2 separate regions of the Hordeum vulgare genome follow, and region 2 is linked to region 1. The links are chromatin contacts, called in public Hi-C maps. All regions are on one chromosome and are shown on one strand. The core of a region is the stretch at or near the end of the contact, and the rest is flanking DNA. Distances in the headings are between cores, read along the strand shown. Region 1 has its middle 250 kb from the start of LOC123406999. Region 2 has its middle 240 kb from the start of LOC123412983.

The links. Hi-C and Micro-C count contacts between places; a contact is called where the count stands out from the background.
Region 2: a Hi-C map of leaf shows a contact between it and region 1, with 2.0 times the contacts expected there. The contact joins two enhancer-like sites. A contact is called at or near these places in 2 of 6 Hi-C or Micro-C datasets (leaf and seedling).

Annotation. Positions count from the first base shown.
Region 1 is chr7H:194,878,163-194,882,883 of MorexV3_pseudomolecules_assembly, forward strand. No RefSeq gene overlaps it. Among protein-coding and RNA genes, the nearest start is that of LOC123406999, 250 kb to the left of the region's middle. Within about 2 kb of position 2,174, at least 3 of the 3 cell types and tissues checked have open chromatin away from gene starts, as enhancers often do. A contact at or near this core is called in leaf and seedling, where this site is marked.
Region 2 is chr7H:194,911,069-194,915,789 of MorexV3_pseudomolecules_assembly, forward strand. No RefSeq gene overlaps it. Among protein-coding and RNA genes, the nearest start is that of LOC123412983, 240 kb to the right of the region's middle. Within about 2 kb of position 2,778, at least 3 of the 3 cell types and tissues checked have open chromatin away from gene starts, as enhancers often do. A contact at or near this core is called in leaf and seedling, where this site is marked.

The DNA of each region.
Region 1 (4,721 bases), core at 924-3,423:
TATATAGCAAGCCTCGCACTCCGGATGATCTAAGAGACAAACAGTTCACGCAATAAGCACAACATAAACATAACAACAAGTAAAAACTAATAATATTAAAACAACCAATAACACTAACGTAGACAAGAGAGAAAAACCAAATAAAGAATTCATCCAAAAGTCCATGGCAAAGCTTTTAGTAAAAACAAAGCAAACTATAAATAGTTTTCTGTAGCTAATAACATCTTAACAGAAAAAAATAAGACTAATGAAATTAACAGAAAGTATTTCACCTAAACTTTTCTACACAAAAAGAATCAAATAAAAAGGTTCTATAAAACAAAAGTTATGACCTATTTAAAATAAATCTTGAATCTGTCCAGATCGAAAATTTATAAATACAAAATATATTTTCATTAGACCTCTCGATAAACATAACATGTCGAAATCATTAGCAAAAAGAAACAATCAAAAACAAAATTCTAAATAAAAGTTATACCTAAATTAGTGTTTACTACAAATCTGTTTGAACTCGAAAATTAAAAGTTCAAAAATATATTTTTTTTGATGGTTCCACGTGATAGAGGGGATTTTTTTGAATCTGTAGCAACAAGAAAACGGAGTTATAAAACTAAAGATACAAAACAAAACTGAGATCTAATTTAAAAACGAGATTTTTCTGAAAACATTAAATTGCGGATATGCGACACGTGGCTATCATTGGTTTGCTGCAAGTGTTCGCTACAAGGCTAAAAGGTAAACAATCTCTACTTAACTAATATGAAAATAACTTACACACAACAAATATGAGGAGGCACAGAAGAAGATGACGATGGTGAGGCGGCTCCCGCAATCAACAGCGTCGGGGAAGTTGTCCAACACATGTGGAACATCGAGGGCGACCGATTTTTTGCTGAAGGTGAAGGTTGATGGTGAACGAAGCGAGCGGGGCGTCGAGGTGAACTCCGTGAACTAAGACGTCGTTACGAGCTCGAGGTGGTCGCTATAGACGAAGAGATGAGATTAAACCTTGTCAAAAAGAAGCTAGGGATTGAAAAAAGTCTAACTACACAAGATGGAGGCTCGAGATGGCTCACGGGCGTCGGAATATGGCGATGAACCGCAGCTTCTGCGGTGAGATCCAAATGACGAAAGCTTCGCGTACAAGGGTTTTTATAGGACATGATGCTTGGAGCAGGGGTTGACTTGAGATAGGATTTTCACAAAGTTTAAACCGAAGTCGGCGTCTTTACGCGTACGTGCGTGCAGTTGGACTCTGTTTTGTTTTCGTGGACAGGAAGAAGACCGAGCGGGTCCCACGCGCCAGGGAGAGAGAGTACGAGAAAGAGAGGAAATTGGGAGGAGAGAAACATAACGTGGGGTTCGTTGCCCTTTGTTTGAAAAACAAACAGCCGGCAGCGGCTGGGAGGAGCACTCGTGGCTCGCCTCGCTCATTGCCTCGCTAGGGCAACTCCCACCATGCGTGTGGGGTGGGCTGGGGCGCTGGCCCATGGTTAGCTTGGCCGTCCGGTGCGCTCGCCTGGCCAGCAGTTTTTTTAGGAATAAAACGGAAAAAAAAAACATACTCCGTGATCCGTGATCAACGGCGTCGGGGAAGTTGTCCAACAGATGCGGAACGTCGAGGGCAAACGATTTTTGCTGAATGTGAAGGTTGGTGGTGACCGAAGCGAACGGGGTATCGAGGTGAACTCCGTGAACTACGGCGACGTTACGAGCTCGAGGCGGTCGTTGTAGATGGAGATACGAGATTAGACCATGTCAAAAAGAAGCTAAGGATCGCAATAAGTCTAACTGCAAAGGATGGAGGCTCGGAATGGCTCACGGGCGTTGGAATCCGACGATGAACCGCAGCTTCTGTGGCAAGATCCAAACGCCGAAAGCTTCGTGTATATGGGGTTTTGGCGTGGGGGTTTTACGAGAATTAGTCGAGGAGAGTCACGGGTATTTATAGGACATGATGCTTGAGCAGGGGTTGACTAGAGATAGGATTTTCATGAAGTTTAAACCAAAGTCGGCGTCTGTACACGTACGTGCGTGGAGTTGGACTTTGTTTTGTTTTCGTGGACAGGAAGAAGACTAGGCGGGTCCCACGCAGAGAGAGAGAGTACGAGAGGGAGAGGAAATCGGGAGGAGAGACACATGACATGGGGTTCGTTGCCCTTTTTTTTGGAAAACAAACAGCCAACGGCGGCTGGGAGGAGCGCTCGTGGCTCACCTTGCTCCTTGCCTTGCTAGGGCAACTCACACCGTGCGTGTGGGGTCGGCTGGGGCACTGGCCCATGGCTGGCTGGGTCAGCCCAGTTTTTTTTTGAGAAATAAAACGAAAATAACATACTATACACAAAATAATATTTAGGGTATTGTATATCAAAACGATCGGAAAAATAAATCCTATAGCATGGACATTTATTAAACACAAAATAAAAACTTTATAAAACTTTTTCTTTAAAATTCCAAATAAAATCAAATTTGACTTTCAAATAAATTGGCACTATTTTTCTTCTCACTTTTGGGGTGTCATGTTACCTCCTCTCATACTTGTTGTACAAGGTATTTTGTGAGGGATTTGTGAATGAAATTCACGTGCCAAAAGAAATGAAATCAAATACCAGATGAAAATTCAGTTGCCACATTCATTTCAATCAAAATGCATAGATGCTTAGCTATAATTGTAAAATATTCCAAATTGAAATTTGGGATGTTATAGTTATAGAATCTATACTTCAACCAGAGAATGACGCAACGCAAAAAGATGTTTCTATGGAGCCTACATCTGTTGAAGAGGAGGCTGATGATTATGATCATGTAGCTTCAGATCAAGTTGTTATCGAACCTCGTAGGTCGACAAGGGCACGTAATACTCCTGAGTGGTACGGAAACCCTGTCTTGTCAGTCATGTTGTTAGAAACAATGAACCTACGAGCTATGGAGACGTGATGGTGGGCCCCGATTCCAACAAATGTTTAGATCCATGAAATCTGACATAGGATCCATGTATGAAAACAAAGTGTGGACTTTGGAAGTATTACCTGAAGGGCGAAAGGCCATTCAGAATAAATGAATCTTTAAGAAGAAGACACACGCAGACGATAATATCACCGTCTATAAAACTCGACTTGTGGCAAGGGGTTTTTCACAAGTTCAAGTAGTTGACTACGATGAGACTTTCTCACCCGTAGCGATGCTTAAATCCATCAGAATCATGTTAGCAATAGCTGCATTTTTTGATTATGAAATTTGGAAAATTGATGTCAAAGCAGCGCTCCTTAGAAGGTTTTGTCGATCCAGAGAATGCTAAGAAAGTATGCAAACTCCAGCGATCCATTTATGGACTCGTGCAAGCATCTCGAAGTTGTAATCAACGCTTAGATGAGGTGATCATGGCGTTTGGGTTTATATAAGTTTGTGGAGAAGCTTGTATTTACAAGAAAGTGAGTGGGGGCTCTATAGCATTTCTAATATTATATTTGGATGACATATTGCTGATTGGAAATCATATAGCCATTTTGGGAAGCGTAAAGGATTATTTGAATAAGAGTTTTTCTATGAAGGACCTAGGAGAAGGTGCTTACATATTAGGCATCAAGATCTATGGAGATAGATCAAGACGCTTAATAGGACTTTCACAGAGCTCATACCTTGACAAAGTTTTGTAGTAGTTCATAATGGAGCAGTCCAAGAAGGAGTTCTTGCTTGTGCTACAAGGTGTGAAGTTGAGTAAGAGTCAATGCCCAGTAACTGCAGAAGATAGAGAAAAGCTGAGTGTCGCCCCTATGCTTCAGCCATAGGCTCTATCATGTATGCAATGTTGTGCACAAGACCTGATGTCAGCCTTGCCATAAGTATGGCGAGAAGGTTTCAGAGTGATCCAGGAATAGAACACTGGACAACGGTCAAGAATATTCTGAAGTACCTGAAAAGGACTAAGGAAATGTTTCTCGTTTATGGAGGTGATGAAGAGCTTGTCGTAAAGGGTTACGTCGATGCAATCTTTGACACTGACCTGGATGACTCTAAGTCTCAAACCGGATACGTATTTATTCTCAATGGGGGTGCGGTAAGCTGGTGCAGTTCCAAGCAAAGCGTGGTAGCTGATTCTACATGTGAAGCGGAGTACATAGCTGCCTCAGAGGCGGCCAAAGAGGGTGTGTGGATGAAGGAGTTCATGACAAATCATGGAGTTGTGCCTAGTGAATTAAATCTAATGACTCTGTTCTGTAAAAACACTGGTACCATTGCTCTAGCCAAGGAACCAAGGTTTCACAAGAGGACCAGACACATAAAGTGACGCTTCAATGCCATCTGCGATTACATCAAAGAGGCGGACATAAGTACTTGCAAAGTGCACACGGATCTGAATGTTGCACACCCGTTGACTAAGCCTCTTCCACGAGCAAACCATGATCAACACCAGAACTGTATGGGTGTTATATTTATTACATTGTAAATCACATAGTGATGTGCGCTAGATTATTGACTCTAGTGCAAGTGGGAGACTGTTGGAAATATGCCCTAGAGGCAAAAATAAAATAGTTATTATTATATTTCCTTGTTCAGTATAATCATTTATTATATATGCTAGAATTGTATTGAATGGAAACTCAGATACATCTGTGGATACATAGACAACACACCGTACCTAGTAAGCCTCTACTGGACTAGCTCATTGATCAAAGATGGTCAAGGTTTCCTTACCATAGACAAGAGTTGTCACTTGATAA
Region 2 (4,721 bases), core at 1,528-4,027, 34 kb after region 1:
CATCAATTATGAAAGGACCCTCCCATTTGGGCGTGAGTTTATTTTTCTACTTCTCCGGGAGGTGTAGAACAAGTTCACCCACATTGTATGCCTTCGCCCGAACCTCTCTACTCTGGTAGCGTCGAGCTTGCTGTTGATAAAAAGTAGAGCAGGCCCGAGCTATATCGTGTTCTTTTTCCAGGGTGTCTAGGTCGTCCTACCAATCTAGCTCGGCTTCCTTCTCTTCGTACATGTGCACTCTAGGCGCGTCATGGATTATGTTGCAGGGGAGGACGACTTCTGCCCCGTACACCATAAAAAATGGTGTGTATCTCGTTGACCGGTTCAGAGTGGTGAGCAAGCTCCATAATACAGAGTCGAGCTCCTCCACCCAATGGCAGTCAGATTCTTTCAAATATCGGACCAGTCGAGGTTTGGTATCACTCATAATAAGACCGTTGGCCCGTTCGACTTGTGCATTGGTTTGTGGATGATATACGGAGGCGTAGTCAAGGTTGATGCCCAAGTAGCGCACTAGTCTTTTACCTCCTCGGGTGTAAAGTTGGATCCATTGTCCATTATTATACAATGGGGAACACCATAACGGTGGACCATGCTGGATATAAAGTTGATAATCGGTCCAAACTTAGCTGAAGTTATTGGTTTGCCTTCAATATCCACTTAGTGAATTTGTCGACCATGACCAGTAGGTATTTATTTTTATTAGTCACCCCTTTAAGTGGTTCGACCATGTCCAGCCCCCAGACCGTAAAAGGCTAGGTGATCAATATTGTCCAAAGAGCCGTTGGGGGCATGTGGCTTTGATTTGCAAAAAATTGACAACCAACACGATGTTGCACGAGTGTGTGAGTGTCTGCACGAGCCTTGGGCAAAAACAAGTTGGCTCGAAAGGCCTTGCTTACCAGGGCCCAAGCTGTTGTGTGGTGGCCTCCCATGCCTGCATGTATCTCGGCTAAGAGTTGCCTTCCTTCTTCGGATATGCACCATTGGAGAACTCCGGTGGTGCTTTTCTTATATAGCTCACCCTTATGGACCTTGCAGGCCTTGGATCACCGAATTCTTCGTCTTGCCTCGGTATGGTCATCGGGGAGTTCTTGGTGGAGAAGGTAGGCAAGGAAGGGCTTGGTCCATGGTGCGATTACTACCATGACTTCGTGAGACAAAGGTGTTTTTTCAAGTGCCTTACCGCCGATGATTTGTTCATCTGGTTCGATGATAGGAGGGATGATCTCTTCATGGCCATTTTCTTTAGCATCCTTGTCCTCGTCCTACCATACCATGGATGGTCTGAAAAGCCGTTCCAAAAAGGTGTTCTTAGGGAAAGAGTCACGCTTGGCGCCCGTGCGGGCGAGGATATCAGTAGATTGATTTCTGTCTGTGGACATATGGTGGAATTCCAATCCTTCAAACCATGGAGATATTTTAAGGACGACATTTCTATATGCTGTAATGGCGTCGAAATCGTCGTTGATTTGGGAGATGGCGAGGTTAGAGTCAACTCGTACCTCAAGCAGTTGTATGCCCATTGATGTTGCTATCCGAAGTCCATGAAATAGAGCCTCATATCCGGCCACGTTATTGGAATGAGCGTACATGATTTCCAGTACGTATTGGATGTTGTCGCGAGTGGGGAATGTAAGTATAGCACCAGCCCCTACCCGGCAAGCATCTTCGATCCGTCAAAGCACATTGTTGTAACACCCCAAAAATTTAACCATATTTTTATTAATTTAAATTTGGCCAAAAATAAAACTTCTAAATATAATTTGTCTCCTTGCTAGTTTGAGAACCTTCTTTTAAAAAAATCCTTCCGTCCAAGTGGTTTTTTTAAAAGTAAGTTGGGCTCTGAATATTTTCCTTCAATCATTTTATTTCACTTATAAATTTAGCAGGAGTAATTTTTATAATAAAACTTGCCCACAACTAACTCTTTTAATAACATCTTTAACTCTAAAATTGCCCTTGTTGCACCACAACCATTTTAATTATCTATTTAAAAATTCCACAAAAAATTGGAGAGGTCAAATGATGCCACATATCACCTTTGTGCAAAAACCCCTCTTGGTCGTTTGTAAATTTTAAGCCCAACATCAAGCTTTCAAATCTAGTCTAGTTTGTGATATTAAATGCAACCCGTTATTCCTAGCCCTATAATTCTTGAAAACTTTACCACTACTACTCCTTCCAACCAAACCCTTAAGTCCCACATATCAGCCTAGATTCAACTTTTAGGTTTGCCAAAATATTCCTGAAGTTTTTGTTCACAATTAAATTGTAGCAAAACTTGCACTAGGGAGTCTTCTCTTTCCCCAAACTAAATTCACCACTATCTTTAACATCTAAAGAGACCCCATCCTCCGAAATGTCATCTTTAGAAAAGCTATCTAGGTGGCTTTGTAATTCTGTCGAACACCTTGAATTTAGGACATGATTTTAACCGCCTCTCAAACCCCTTTGCCAACCTAGTCCATTAGCCAAACAAGCATGTCCTCAAGAACCTTTTTTACCCTAAACCATGACCCTGTTAAATTTTAATTGCATCAAATCTCCTTAAGCTATCTTAGCATTTTGTAGAGCAGCTGTTGTGCGTGCCCCGAGCACAAGCAGAGCACGCGTTTTGCATGTGCTCACGCCCGAGCCGCCGTGTCCCAGGAATGCCCCTCCCCAGCTCGTCCTGATCCATTGCTGCTCGCCGCGTCGTGCCATAGCCCCACCGACCTTCCCCTTTGCTCTGTAGGGGCCCGCCATGTCCCCGACGCTCCAAACGCTAGCCGCCACGGCCACGCGCTGTGGTTGGCACCACCCAGGCCACCTGCCGCGCCCCCGAGCATCCCAACTCGCCGAGCTCATCCTCAACTTCATCGCCTACCCCGACAAACTCTGCCAGCGAGCCCCCACCTCCATTGTTCGCCATCAGTGGCTCTCGCCATGTCGGTGTGAGTAGTATCTCAAGGAACCGACCTCCTACGGCAACGATAGCCGCCGCAGCCGCTCGGTCAAATTCATCGCAGCGGCATCCTTATCCCCAAAACCCACGGAGGAAGGAGACCATCAGGACCACACAGAGCTCTCCCCGCCCCTCAATTTCGCCGGAGTTGGCTCGTAGGACGGTGCCCCATTTTTGCCCCGCCGGAACTTTTAGAGAGAGCTTGACGCTGATGACTCCGTCCACCACGACGACCATGCATAGTGCCCGCGGGTTCGCCTCGAGATCCTGATCACGCCCATGTGATTAAATCCTTGGGTATCATTGTCGTTCGCCGGCATCTATCGCCAGTGCTCCTCCCCCGTTCGGTCGATGGAAGTTGAGGGCGTGGTGGACCGGTCAAACATGGCTGGTGGGCCCGCAGGACCCATTGTCAGCGACTCCTTGTCCCCGCCCACTCTTTTAGTGGAAGAGTAAACCCTCGCAGTACGTCTTCTCCTCTCGAAAGCATAATTTCATCCGAGCATTTTTCTTTTTATAATTTCATTTAAAAACAGATAGTTGACGTAACTTTGACATATTATAATTTTTAAACCACAACTTCAAATGAGTTGATTCTTTTTCTGTTATTCCTAAAATCTCATCTAGTTTTATTTAAAAACTTTTCTGTACTATTTTATAATTTCATTTAAAAACTTTTCTGTACTATTTTGGAAATAGGTGTTGAGTTCAATATTTATAAAATAGGAAAAATGAAGGGGAGAATACTCTCAATTTTTTTTGGAATGCACACAACCCTTTTGCATACTCAAGGCAAGCATCTTGAACACTCATACGATATAAGTTGAGTCATTGTTTGCTGTGCTAAACAAATTCATGATCATGTTATTGAAATAAAAAAAATTGATATGGAAAATAATCATGCATGAATGCATATGATGGAAATTTATTTGTTGTTGATCATGAGATCTATATATGAGAAGTGGTTATTGCCTCATGTCATGTATACTGGCCCTCACAAACCCCGGAGGAAGGTTTGGTCATGGGTAAAGTATGACCACAAAACTAGTATCTCGTTGTGACGAGAGTGAGAAGTGAGGGCATGTCTCGGCATGATGGGTGGTGACAGTGCTAGATATATTTTAGAAAATTTTATGGTTCTAACCATTGCAGGGAAACAGAAACCTCCCGAGTCGACTGTAGATTGAGTCTTGTATCAGTAACCCCCATACTTGAATTGTGCTACCACTTGTCCCTGCCACGGGTAGGGTGTGGTTCAGTAAGTCGTTAACCCCTTTCCTTGCACACACTGTACAGAGAGGCCATAGTGAAAGAAACATCACTTGTAGGCATGTCACTTGGTCCCGGGGCATGGTTGTTCCTCTTTGACCGAGGGGGTAGTGCCCCTGTGCGCATGTTATAAATATTGTGATCCCATGCTATTGGATATTGTGGTCTCCTCAATTAGAGTTTTACTTAACGTTGCCGTGGATGATTCCAGGCACCAGGAAGTTAAGCGGTTGTGTGCGCGTCTAGTGTTTTTTCAACCCAAAGACCGTAAGTGGAATTAGCCAACGTTCCGGGTTGACTAAAGAAACTCGTCACTCATGGGTAAAGAGTACACCATGTGAGAGTATACTACCTATTCGAATAGTTTTGTCCGCGGGTAAGGACTATAGTGTGGCATAGGTCAACTATCGGTCTTCGGAGGAATTAATTTAAATAGAATATTAATCCTGAAATATGACACATGATTATTATTGTCAATTATTGAGGACTAACTTTTTTTTCTCTT